Regions from separate parts of the Mus musculus genome. Here regions 1 and 2 are each linked to region 3. The links are chromatin contacts, called in public promoter capture Hi-C maps. All regions are on one chromosome and are shown on one strand. Each heading gives the region's core, a stretch centred on a gene start, on an enhancer-like site or on the middle of the called end of the contact. The rest is flanking DNA. Distances are from core to core; before and after follow the strand shown. Region 1 holds the start of Nup160 (nucleoporin 160). Region 2 overlaps Lrp4 (low density lipoprotein receptor-related protein 4). Region 3 holds the start of Psmc3 (proteasome (prosome, macropain) 26S subunit, ATPase 3).

The links. Promoter capture Hi-C pulls out the DNA fragments that hold promoters and counts their contacts.
Region 1: a contact with region 3 is called in a promoter capture Hi-C map of pre-B cells. The contact joins the promoter of Nup160 here to the promoter of Psmc3 in region 3. A contact is called at or near these places in 5 of 39 promoter capture datasets (the HPC-7 cell line, cranial neural crest, fetal liver and 2 more), 2 of 484 Hi-C or Micro-C datasets (embryonic stem cells and pre-B cells) and 1 of 9 other capture datasets (embryonic stem cells).
Region 2: a promoter capture Hi-C map of the HPC-7 cell line shows a contact between it and region 3. The contact joins the enhancer-like site here to the promoter of Psmc3 in region 3. A contact is called at or near these places in 7 of 39 promoter capture datasets (the HPC-7 cell line, cranial neural crest, embryonic stem cells and 3 more), 1 of 15 datasets of contacts at CTCF or cohesin (large pre-B cells), 4 of 484 Hi-C or Micro-C datasets (the 63-12 cell line, the Ba/F3 cell line, liver and 1 more), 5 of 115 datasets of contacts at active chromatin or transcription factors (bone marrow-derived macrophages, embryonic stem cells, large pre-B cells and 1 more) and 4 of 9 other capture datasets (adipose tissue, embryonic stem cells, liver and 1 more).

What each region holds. Positions count from the first base shown.
Region 1 is chr2:90,675,209-90,678,532 of GRCm38.p6, forward strand. Nup160 (nucleoporin 160) reads left to right here and starts at 2,007. Exons shown (of 37, transcript NM_021512.2): 1 at 2,007-2,262.
Region 2 is chr2:91,475,083-91,478,149 of GRCm38.p6, forward strand. Lrp4 (low density lipoprotein receptor-related protein 4) reads left to right here. Exons shown (of 38, transcript NM_172668.3): 8 at 101-226; 9 at 1,184-1,309; 10 at 1,502-1,636; 11 at 2,016-2,141; 12 at 2,439-2,669. Among named protein-coding and RNA genes, the nearest start is that of Lrp4, 19 kb to the left of the region's middle. Within about 2 kb of position 1,524, at least 98 of the 459 cell types and tissues checked have an H3K27ac peak or open chromatin away from gene starts, as enhancers often do. A contact at or near this core is called in the 63-12 cell line, the Ba/F3 cell line, the HPC-7 cell line and 4 more, where this site is marked.
Region 3 is chr2:91,052,612-91,056,099 of GRCm38.p6, forward strand. Psmc3 (proteasome (prosome, macropain) 26S subunit, ATPase 3) reads left to right here and starts at 1,405. Exons shown (of 12, transcript NM_008948.2): 1 at 1,405-1,720; 2 at 1,964-2,047; 3 at 2,368-2,493; 4 at 2,847-2,951; 5 at 3,037-3,099; 6 at 3,294-3,431. The coding sequence starts at 1,637. It also overlaps Gm13778.

The DNA of each region.
Region 1 (3,324 bases), core at 757-3,256, 380 kb before region 3:
TCAATTCTCTTTTTTTAACCTTTACACGGATTCTGAGGTATGAACATGGGTCATCAGGCCTACATAGTAGGCATTTTACCTGCAGAGCCATTTCATATTCATATGTAAAACCTACAATGGGAATCTATAGCAGGGCATGGTGGCTCACGCCTTTAATCCTGATCCTTGGGAAGCACAGACAGGTAAAGCTCTGAGTTCGAGGCCAGACTGCTCTACAGAGTGAGTTTCAGGGAAGCTCGGGCTGCATACTGAGACCTTGGCAAATAAAGAAACAAGAAAACAAAGAATGTATTCAGGTCTTTCAGCACTGAGCTGTAAGGAAAGACAGTTAACATTAATGCAAACTATTCAGGAAGAAAGGAAACATCTTTAGACCATGACACAGGCATCTCAGACACTGCTTGCCTGGTTGTCCTGTGATATTTCAGCCATATCTTTACTGTAACTATCTTGTATAATAATTACCATACCTTACCATTATCTCTACTTCCCCTTTGCAACCCCCACTAAACTGAGAGAAACTCAAAAGCAGAAAACTTGAAATTTTTGTAGTGTTTAAAGATATTTTAGTTGGGTGGTGGAGAAACACCTTTAATCCAGCACTCGGGAGGCAGCAGGCAGGTGGATTTCTGAGTTCGAGGCCAGCCTGGTCTACTGAGGGAGTTACAGAACAGCCAGGGCTACACAGAGAAACCCTGTCTCGAAACACAAGAAAGACAAGGTATCTGGCTGCTTAGCCTATTTTGGGGGATCATTATAACCCAGTGCCCAACATGCAATCAAGACTGAAAAAATAAGTGTGGGACAAACCAATATGCTTCCAGGAACTGGAAAGCTACTTACTATGATTAATAGAACAGCATGAAGATAAAAACCAATATTTAAAAATCTAGAGAAATAGAAAAAAATAATAAGCCCTTTGCACTGTGGCTAGATCTCAAGTCATTGCTATTATCACTTTTGAAAGTCACTGGCCAAATGACAGGAAACCACATTCCTGGAACCCCCGAAATAAAGTAATTACATTGAAAGTGCTCACTGAAAAATAACACTAATTTCCACTGAAAGAAATTATTCCACTGAATAATTCAATAATTTCCATCGAATTACCACCCAAAAAAAGTCACTAAGTTCGGGCAATGTAAAGTGTTACTGTTAACTTACTGCAATTCACCTTGAATTTACTGTAACATGAACCAAAGGTCAAAGACAGCTTGAAGCTTGGAAAACATCACATCTCAAGTTCTATTCAGCCATAAACAAGAAGAAAATCATATCGTTTGAATGAAAATGGTTACGTTGGGGATCATCATTATTATTAATAAAGGAAGGCACAAAAATGCAAAATCTAGATTTAAATATATGTATACATGACATAAAAGGGGAGGGGAGGACTATTATTTGGGAAGAGGAAGGGGAACAGTAAGAGGGAAAGGGAGGACAAGATTTGCTAACAGGTGAATGTGAACAAAGTAGGCTAAAGTACATGTATGAAAATGTCATATGATGTCCATCATTTGTAAAATGAATAATAACATTAATAAAAAAGCAAACACACACTCTAATAAAATCTTCTGCCTACGTCTGTGAGACAGGGTTTGATGTAACCTAGGCAGGCCTCACACTTACTATGTTGCTGAGACTAGCCTAGAATGCCTCCACCCTCCAAGCACCCAGGATGACAGGTGTGGGCCACTATTCCCAGCTTCATCATGGACCCCCCATCACCCTCCTTTGCCCTTCTTCCCAACTAGTTCCTCTTCCACTTTCATGTCTTTTCTATCTGTGACCCACTGGGTTTAATTAGAGTTGCTTGAATGAGCATGGGAGGGAGTCTTATTTATAGGAGCACCGGCAACTAACCAGCAAATACACCACTGGAGAAAATTACTCCTCCCTCACAGCAGCCACTGACTTTACCTACGGCTCCTCGGGGAGCGATGGGGCCTCAAAGTCCAACCCCCACCACGGAATGTTGACAGGCCCTGTCTTTTGTGTAGGTAACCACAGTTATGATCTCACGAGAGCAGCCACCATGCTGTGTCCAGGAGGCAGTGTCGTTACAGCACACCTTCCCGTTCATCTTGCATTCTTTCTGCCTTGATAGAGATTTTGAATATGTGGGGGAAATGACACTAACAACAAGTTCCCCAAAACATATCTCATTCACCTAGACCAGGCTGGCCTTAAATTCAGAGATCTACCTGCATTTGCCTCCTGTGTGCTGGGGTTCAAGATGTGTGCCACCAAGCCGCACAACAGGTAATCTTTTAAAAAAATATTTTTTAAATTGTGTGTGTGTGTGTGTGTGTGTGTGTGTGTGTGTGTGAGCTTCCCTCTCAAAAAAAAAGTCTCTGAAGCAGAGATTTACACACAGGAAGGAGCACACAGTGTGCTCACAGAACAGCATTGCTAGGGGAGTGAAGAAAGCAGGATTAGGCAGAGAAAACTGAACTGAAATTGACCAGGATGGACCTAGATGGAAGCAAGGGACCAGGACCTTAGGCTTCATCTTGATCCACTGAGATGCATCCACTGAGTGCAGACATAACTCCCTTTTTGCCAAGTACAGAAGGACAGGGGTTAGCAGGGCTCTAGGGGAGACTTTATCTTAGTGAGATTTAGAGGAGTAATTTAGTAAAAATGGAAAAATTAAAGATGCTAAAATGAGGAATAGACCGAAGGTCAAGGTAGGGAGGGTGTCTCTCTATAAGTTCAGACACAGTTCAATGTACAGAAACAGAAGCATAAGGCTATAATTGCTGGTAGGAAAATATGGTTGCAGGGCAAGTTGTCTTCTTTTGTGAGGAATGGGGACGTCAAGACAGTTTCTGTTGCCCTGGTTGTCCTGGAACTCACTCTGTAATGCAGGCTGGCCTTTAACTCACAGAAACCCACCTACCTCTGCCTCCTGAGTGCTGGGATTAAAAGCTGCTTTTTGTTTGATTTGAGCCAGGGTTTTAGGCAGCCTCAGGCTGGCCTTGATCTTGACATAAATTGGAGGATAATCTTGAACTCCTGATCTACTTGCTTCCAAAAGCTGCTGTCAGTGTGCCACTATGCCCACTCGGCCGACTTCAGAGTAAGCTAAGAATGAGTGGGGGTGAGGGCTGGAGACATGGCTCAGCGGTTAAGAGCACCGACTGCTCTTCCCAAGGTCCTGAGTTCAAATCCCAGCAACCACATGGTGGCTCACAACCATCCGTAATGAAATCTAGCGCCCTCTTCTGGTGCATCTGAAGAGAGGTGTGGGCAGTGACAATCACGAAATAGTCATTAAGGCAATAAATGGTCAAGGGAAATGCAATTGCTGGGGCAGAATTA
Region 2 (3,067 bases), core at 274-2,773, 420 kb after region 3:
ATCAAGAAGAGTAGCCTGTGTACTTTGGGAGGCAGAGAGTTTCAGGCTGGGGTGGGAGGACCAGCCTTTCTTCCATTAATTAGGTCTTTGCTCTGTCCAGCCACCTCCATGTGCACAGCCGAACAGTTTCGCTGTCGGTCAGGCCGTTGCGTCCGTCTGTCCTGGCGCTGTGATGGGGAGGATGACTGTGCGGACAACAGCGATGAAGAAAACTGTGAGAACACAGGTGGAGTCCCCAGCGGTATCCCCGCCCTGCCCTAATGTTGGGAGTGGGAGGCAGAGAAGCAAAGGGAACATTGCCATTGCTTTCAATGGCCTGGACTTGCCCTGCCCTTCCCAGTGAGTAGGGTCAGATCCAGCTGTTGGAGCAGGGGAGATAGCACTTGCTATGCAAGCACAAGGACCCAAGTTCAAATCCCTAGCACCCAAGTTAAAAAGCTAGGTATGGCTGTGAGTGCCTGTAACACCACCGCTGGGGGGGGAAGAGAAAGTCAGACCCCTGAAGCTCATTAACCAACCAGCCTCACCAAATGGCCAGCTCCTGATTCAATGAGAAACCTTGTCTCAAGGCAATAAGACAGAGAATGAACGATAAAGTTATCAGATATTGTCCTTGGCCTCTGCACACACAGGTATGGGCACACATACCCATATTCATAGTCACATGCGTGTACCACACATCCACACAACATATCACATACGTACACACACATGCACATGCACAATCCAGATGCGCTGAGGAACTGTGTACAGTTCTTGAACACAGAGTCAAGGCTGTGAGTCTTTGCAGCTGCTCAAATTCTCACTTCCAATCTGGCCTTGGGAGGAAGGGCTGTTGTCCAGCCAGTAGCCCAGTGTCTACTTCCACTCTGCAGGAAGGACTGGCAGTCTCTGCGTCTGCTCCCCGCCCACCCCACCAGTCCCTGCTAAACCTGGTTCTGACTACAAGACTACACTCCGACTCTGTTCCCATCACTCATCCATCGTGGAATCCCAGGGAGAAAACAAACTCAGACACTCAACCAGCCTTGTCTGAGCTGTTTCCTGCCTCGGACCCCATCCCTCCCACCTTGACGCTCAGCTGGCTCCACTTTACCCTAGAAAATGACAGGCTCCTGTCCCTTGTGGACTCAAGCCCTGCCCTCCTGTGACCTGACTCTCCCCCTCCTCCCTCTCTTTCTAGGAAGCCCCCAGTGCGCCTCTGACCAGTTCCTGTGTTGGAACGGGCGCTGTATTGGGCAGAGGAAGCTGTGCAACGGGATCAACGACTGCGGTGACAGCAGTGACGAAAGTCCACAGCAGAACTGTCGTGAGTGTCTCTAGCGGGTGGGCCCTGCCCGTGGTTTGTGGCTGAGCCCCACCCCTAGGGTTCAAAGGGAGGCCTCCCTTGGGACTCTCACAGTTTTTGGGAGCTGTTCTTCGTGGTCCAGGTGGAATGCCAAGTTGGCTGGACGGGGGTGGATTCTGGGCTCGGCTCCCAACTCTGGCTTGGCTGTCACAGGGCCCCGGACGGGTGAGGAGAACTGCAATGTTAACAACGGTGGCTGTGCCCAGAAGTGTCAGATGGTGCGAGGGGCAGTGCAGTGTACCTGCCACACAGGCTACCGGCTCACAGAGGATGGGAGAACGTGCCAGGGTGAGCTGGGGCCTGTTGGGGGTGGGGGGAAGGAGGGGAGGGAAGCTGGGTGACATATCAGATGGGTGTGACCTTGACTCATCGTTACACTGACCCTGGGAAGTAGGGATCATTTCTCTCATTTTGCAGATAGGGAAACAGAAGTGCAGAGAGTATAGGTAATTTACCCAAAGCCACACAGATAGTAAGCAGCCGAGTTGGAGTTTGAAATCTGAGACTCCATGACCTCAAAGCCCGAACCACTGGTTACACAGTTTCCCTCCTGGCTGTGGCAGTGGATGGGGATATGGAGCTGTGACCAGGGAGACAATGGGGTGGCTTAGGAGTGTGTGGGAAGATGGTTGTAGGCAGGCTTCCTCACCCTGCCTGGTATCCACAGATGTAAACGAATGTGCTGAGGAGGGGTACTGCAGCCAGGGCTGCACAAACACTGAAGGGGCTTTCCAGTGCTGGTGTGAAGCAGGGTATGAGCTACGGCCCGATCGGCGCAGCTGCAAAGCTCTGGGTAAGGAGGGTTGGCACTTGCCTGGGTGGGCGGAACAGACAAAAGCCAGGTGTTAGAGCTGAGGGATTTGCTAAGATGTAGACTGATTTTTTTGCAAATTGCAATCTGGGCGCCAAGTGAAAGGCGATTGGGTTTGGGGTTAGAAAGGATTCTAGTGTTCTAGTCCAAATTTCAGCAGCTTGGGACATGCTCTAGTGGGCAAAGGGCCCCAGCTATGAGCTGAGGCCCTGAGGGTGCATGCTGATGGGTATCTGTGGCTCTGAGGCCCAGTGGGTCCTATTTCTATGCTGTGTCCAGGGCCAGAACCTGTGCTACTGTTTGCCAATCGTATCGACATCCGGCAGGTGCTCCCGCACCGCTCCGAGTACACGCTGCTACTGAACAACCTGGAGAACGCCATTGCCCTCGACTTTCATCACCGGCGGGAGCTGGTCTTCTGGTCGGATGTCACCCTGGACCGCATCCTCCGTGCCAACCTTAATGGCAGCAATGTAGAGGAGGTGGTGTCTACTGGGCTAGAGAGCCCAGGTAGGAAAACAAGGCCCTGAGTGGAGAGCCTGGAATGCCATGTGCAAAAAAACACAGCGGAAAGGGGGGGCCGGGCCAGTGTTTCCAAAGTGCACAAAGCAGAAGGCCTCTTCCAGTGAAATCTTGGGTGAAACTCTCAGATAGGAACCAACTGAGGAGTTGAAAATGCTGCTCAATTGGTAGAGTGCTTGCTTAGCATGAACACAAAGCTCTAAGCTTGATTCCCCAAGCACTGCATAAACCAGACATGATGATGCCTGCCTGTCATCTGAAGAGGTAGAAGCAAAAGGATCAGAAAAGTTCAAGGTCATTCAGTTTAAAGCCGGGCTGAGATACACGAGACCCCCATCTCCACATACAAAAAGCAATAGCTAATCTGGTGGCCTCAGGCTTATCCT
Region 3 (3,488 bases), core at 155-2,654:
ATTCTATAGATCTCTGAAGTGTTTGAAGACCATCTATCGACATAGACTATGTTGAATAGGCAAGCATTGCTTGTTTATAGCTATTTACAACCTGTGTAACTTTGAAAACATCTTTAGACTAAATAAAGCTTATTTCTGTAATTAACTAAACTAGTATCTAACATGACCATAAATGTCATTATTTATGGGTAACTAATTACTAACTTGCCTTTCAGATTATCCTAAACAGTTTGTAATAGCAGCTTTCAGGGACTAGAACTTGGGCTGCAGAGATGGCTCAGTAGGTAAGACTGCTCTTCTGAAAGTCCCAAGCAACCACATGGTGACTCACAACCACCCATAATGAGATCTGACACCCTCTTCTGGTTCATTTGAAGATCGCTACAGTGTACTTATTTATAATAATAAATAAATCTGCCAGTCAGTGGTGGCCTTTAATTTCAGAACTTGAGAGGCAGAGGCAGAGGCAGAGGCAGGTGAATTTCTGAATTCAAGCCAGCCTCGTCTATAGAGTGAGTTCCAGGACAGCCAGGGCTACACAGAGAAACCCTGTCTCGAAAAATCAAAATAAATAAATAAAATTTTTTAAAGGACTAGAACTTTACAGCACATGAGTTGTGTAGATATAATACTTTAAACAAGAGTAGAAACATATATACAGTACATTGTAACAAAAATAACTTCCCTATGTGGACAGTTAGATCTGCATTAATATTAGTAGAAGCAATGGTTTATCTGGGTTTTGTTAGGCTATTTTTGTTTAAGACTCACAGTGTGACCAGAATAGCTAGAAATACACTATGTAGCACAGGGTGGCCTTAATATGCAGCAATCCTTCTGCTTCATCTTTGCAGTGGCTCAGTGTCTGTGATGACAGGCATGTGCCATCAAACCTAGCAGTTTCTTTTCAACCTTTCTCTTTCTTTCTTTCTCTTTCTTTCTCTCTCTCTCTCTCTCTCTCTCTCTCTCTCTCTCTCTCTCTCTCTCTCTCTCTCTCTCTCTCTCTCTCTCTCTCTCTCTCTCTCTCTCTCTCCCTCTCCCCCCCCCCTCTTCCTCCCTCCCTTTTGTTTTTGGTTTTTGAGACAAGAGTTTCTTTGTGTAGCCTTAGCTCTCCTGGACTCACTCTAGACCAGGCTAACCTTAAACTCAGAGATCCGCCTACCTCTGCCTCCAGAGTTCTGGGACTAAAGGCATGCGCCACCACACTGGACATTTTGCAAATCCGTGAATTCCAAGTTTACCTGGGTTCTTAGATTGCACCGGCACCTGTGCAAACTCCTTTTCAGTTATCCGCCAGGCTAAAAACTGCATTTCCCGAAAGACTCCGCGGCTTTCTCCTGCCTCCCGCCTCTTCCGGTTGTGCAGCAAGCCCCGCCCCGCCTGTACGCCGGCCAATAGCAGCCCAGCCCTCGCTCCCGCACAAACCGGAGCAACCGGCGAGCCACGGGGCGGGCCCTGTAGCCTCGGTTTGGTTCGTGGAGTCCCAGCGGCAGATTCGCTCGGAGACGCGGACAGAACCCGTTCTGTCGCGTCAGGAATCGCGGGTGAAGTTCTCCACGGGTGGAGAGAAGACGTTGAGAAAGGCTGCGCTGGGCTCCCTCAGGGGCTCGTGCGCACTCCCAGTTTCGGCCTCTTCATGCAGGAAATGAATCTGCTGCCGACGCCCGAGAGTCCAGTGACTCGGCAGGAGAAGATGGCGACCGTGTGGGATGAAGCTGAGGTGAGTGTTGGGAGACCTGAGGGGCGTCCCAAAGTTTGGGCTATAAGGTTAGACGTTCTTGGAGGCCGGGAAAGGAGGTGGCTGGAAGGCCAGGTCCGGTCTGGACTGGTTGCAGAGCTTCTTGGGTTGTCCCGACTTCATCCTGCTGTTGGGTTAAGGAAGCAGGCGCTGAGGGGGCTGTGGGACCGTGGGATGGCAGCTCTGAGTTACAGTAAATAAGTACTTCTTCTCTTATTTGAACAGCAAGATGGCATTGGGGAGGAGGTGCTCAAGATGTCCACGGAAGAGATTGTCCAGCGCACACGGCTGTTAGACAGCGAGATCAAGGTGGGCTCCTGGCTCCGGTGCAGGCAGCGGAGTTCTCAGATCTCCATTTTACAGATGAGGAACCCGAGGCTCAGAGAGGGATGAATTCACACTCAAACCCATGGAAAATACCTAGCCCTGTCCCACAGCCGCTTTGTCAGGAGGTTTTCCCACTGGCCTCTTGTCCTGACCTCTGCAGTTTGGACATGTACAGGCTGGGCCTTCAGAAAGCCTGAGATCTGGTTGGATGGGTCTCCCGGGTAACCTGGACCTCATCTATTAGAGGGCTGTAATGAATGCAGGCTGAATCAGGGTTGAACATTGGTTTTCTCTTATCCCAGATCATGAAGAGTGAAGTATTGCGAGTCACCCATGAACTCCAAGCCATGAAAGACAAAATCAAAGAGAACAGTGAGAAAATCAAAGTGAACAAAACCCTGCCGTACCTTGTCTCCAATGTCATCGAGGTGTGTGTCTGTGTGTGGGAAGAGGAGGAGGCAGGAGGCTTGGAGACATCTAGGGATGGGGCCCATAGGGTAGAGTGTAAAAAGCAATGTTTAAGTCTGCAAAGACCTTAGAAGTGTCACAGATTTCTGCCATTTTCTTCTTTTGTTCCTTCTTGGGGCAGATGAACTTTGCAAACAGAAGCAGCACCTCAACAAAGGTGTTGTCAACCCCCTAACACATCATCTATGTTTATTAAGCTTAAGGCTAGACTGAGGAGGGAAGGAAGGCCTGTGGCCTTGTGGGTTTAGGGAACTGTTTGAGCACACACAGTAGTGGATTTTGGGAAGGGAACTGAGCCTATTTTCTTTCTTAGTTGCTGGACGTTGACCCCAATGACCAGGAGGAGGATGGTGCCAACATTGACCTGGACTCTCAGAGGAAGGGCAAGTGTGCGGTGATCAAAACTTCTACCCGACAGGTAAGGTTGGCTCAGTCACAGTTGGGCAGGGGGCAGCATGGGGGAGTTTCCGTGTAGCTACGACTGCCTGTAACTCTTCCTACAGACATACTTCCTGCCAGTGATTGGGTTGGTGGATGCAGAAAAGCTGAAGCCAGGAGACCTGGTGGTGAGTGATACCTGCGCACGGGCAGGGATTCTCCAGTAAGCTGCCTTGCCACTGCTGCAGCGACTCTGTCTGCAGCCTCTTTGATTCTTGCAATTTGCCAGTGCTGTAGCTCTCTGTTTAGACTACAAATCACTGTCCTCTGGAGCATTAGACAGAACCGGGATAAACACAAAAGCTCCATGCTCTGTTCTCAGGGTGTGAACAAAGACTCCTATCTGATCCTGGAGACCCTGCCCACTGAATATGACTCTCGGGTGAAGGCCATGGAGGTGGACGAGCGGCCCACGGAGCAATACAGTGACATCGGGGGCCTGGACAAGCAGATCCAGGAGGTAAGGGAGGCCATGCCAGCCTTTTTACTTTTTCATCTAACTGACCAGAGTGTATTC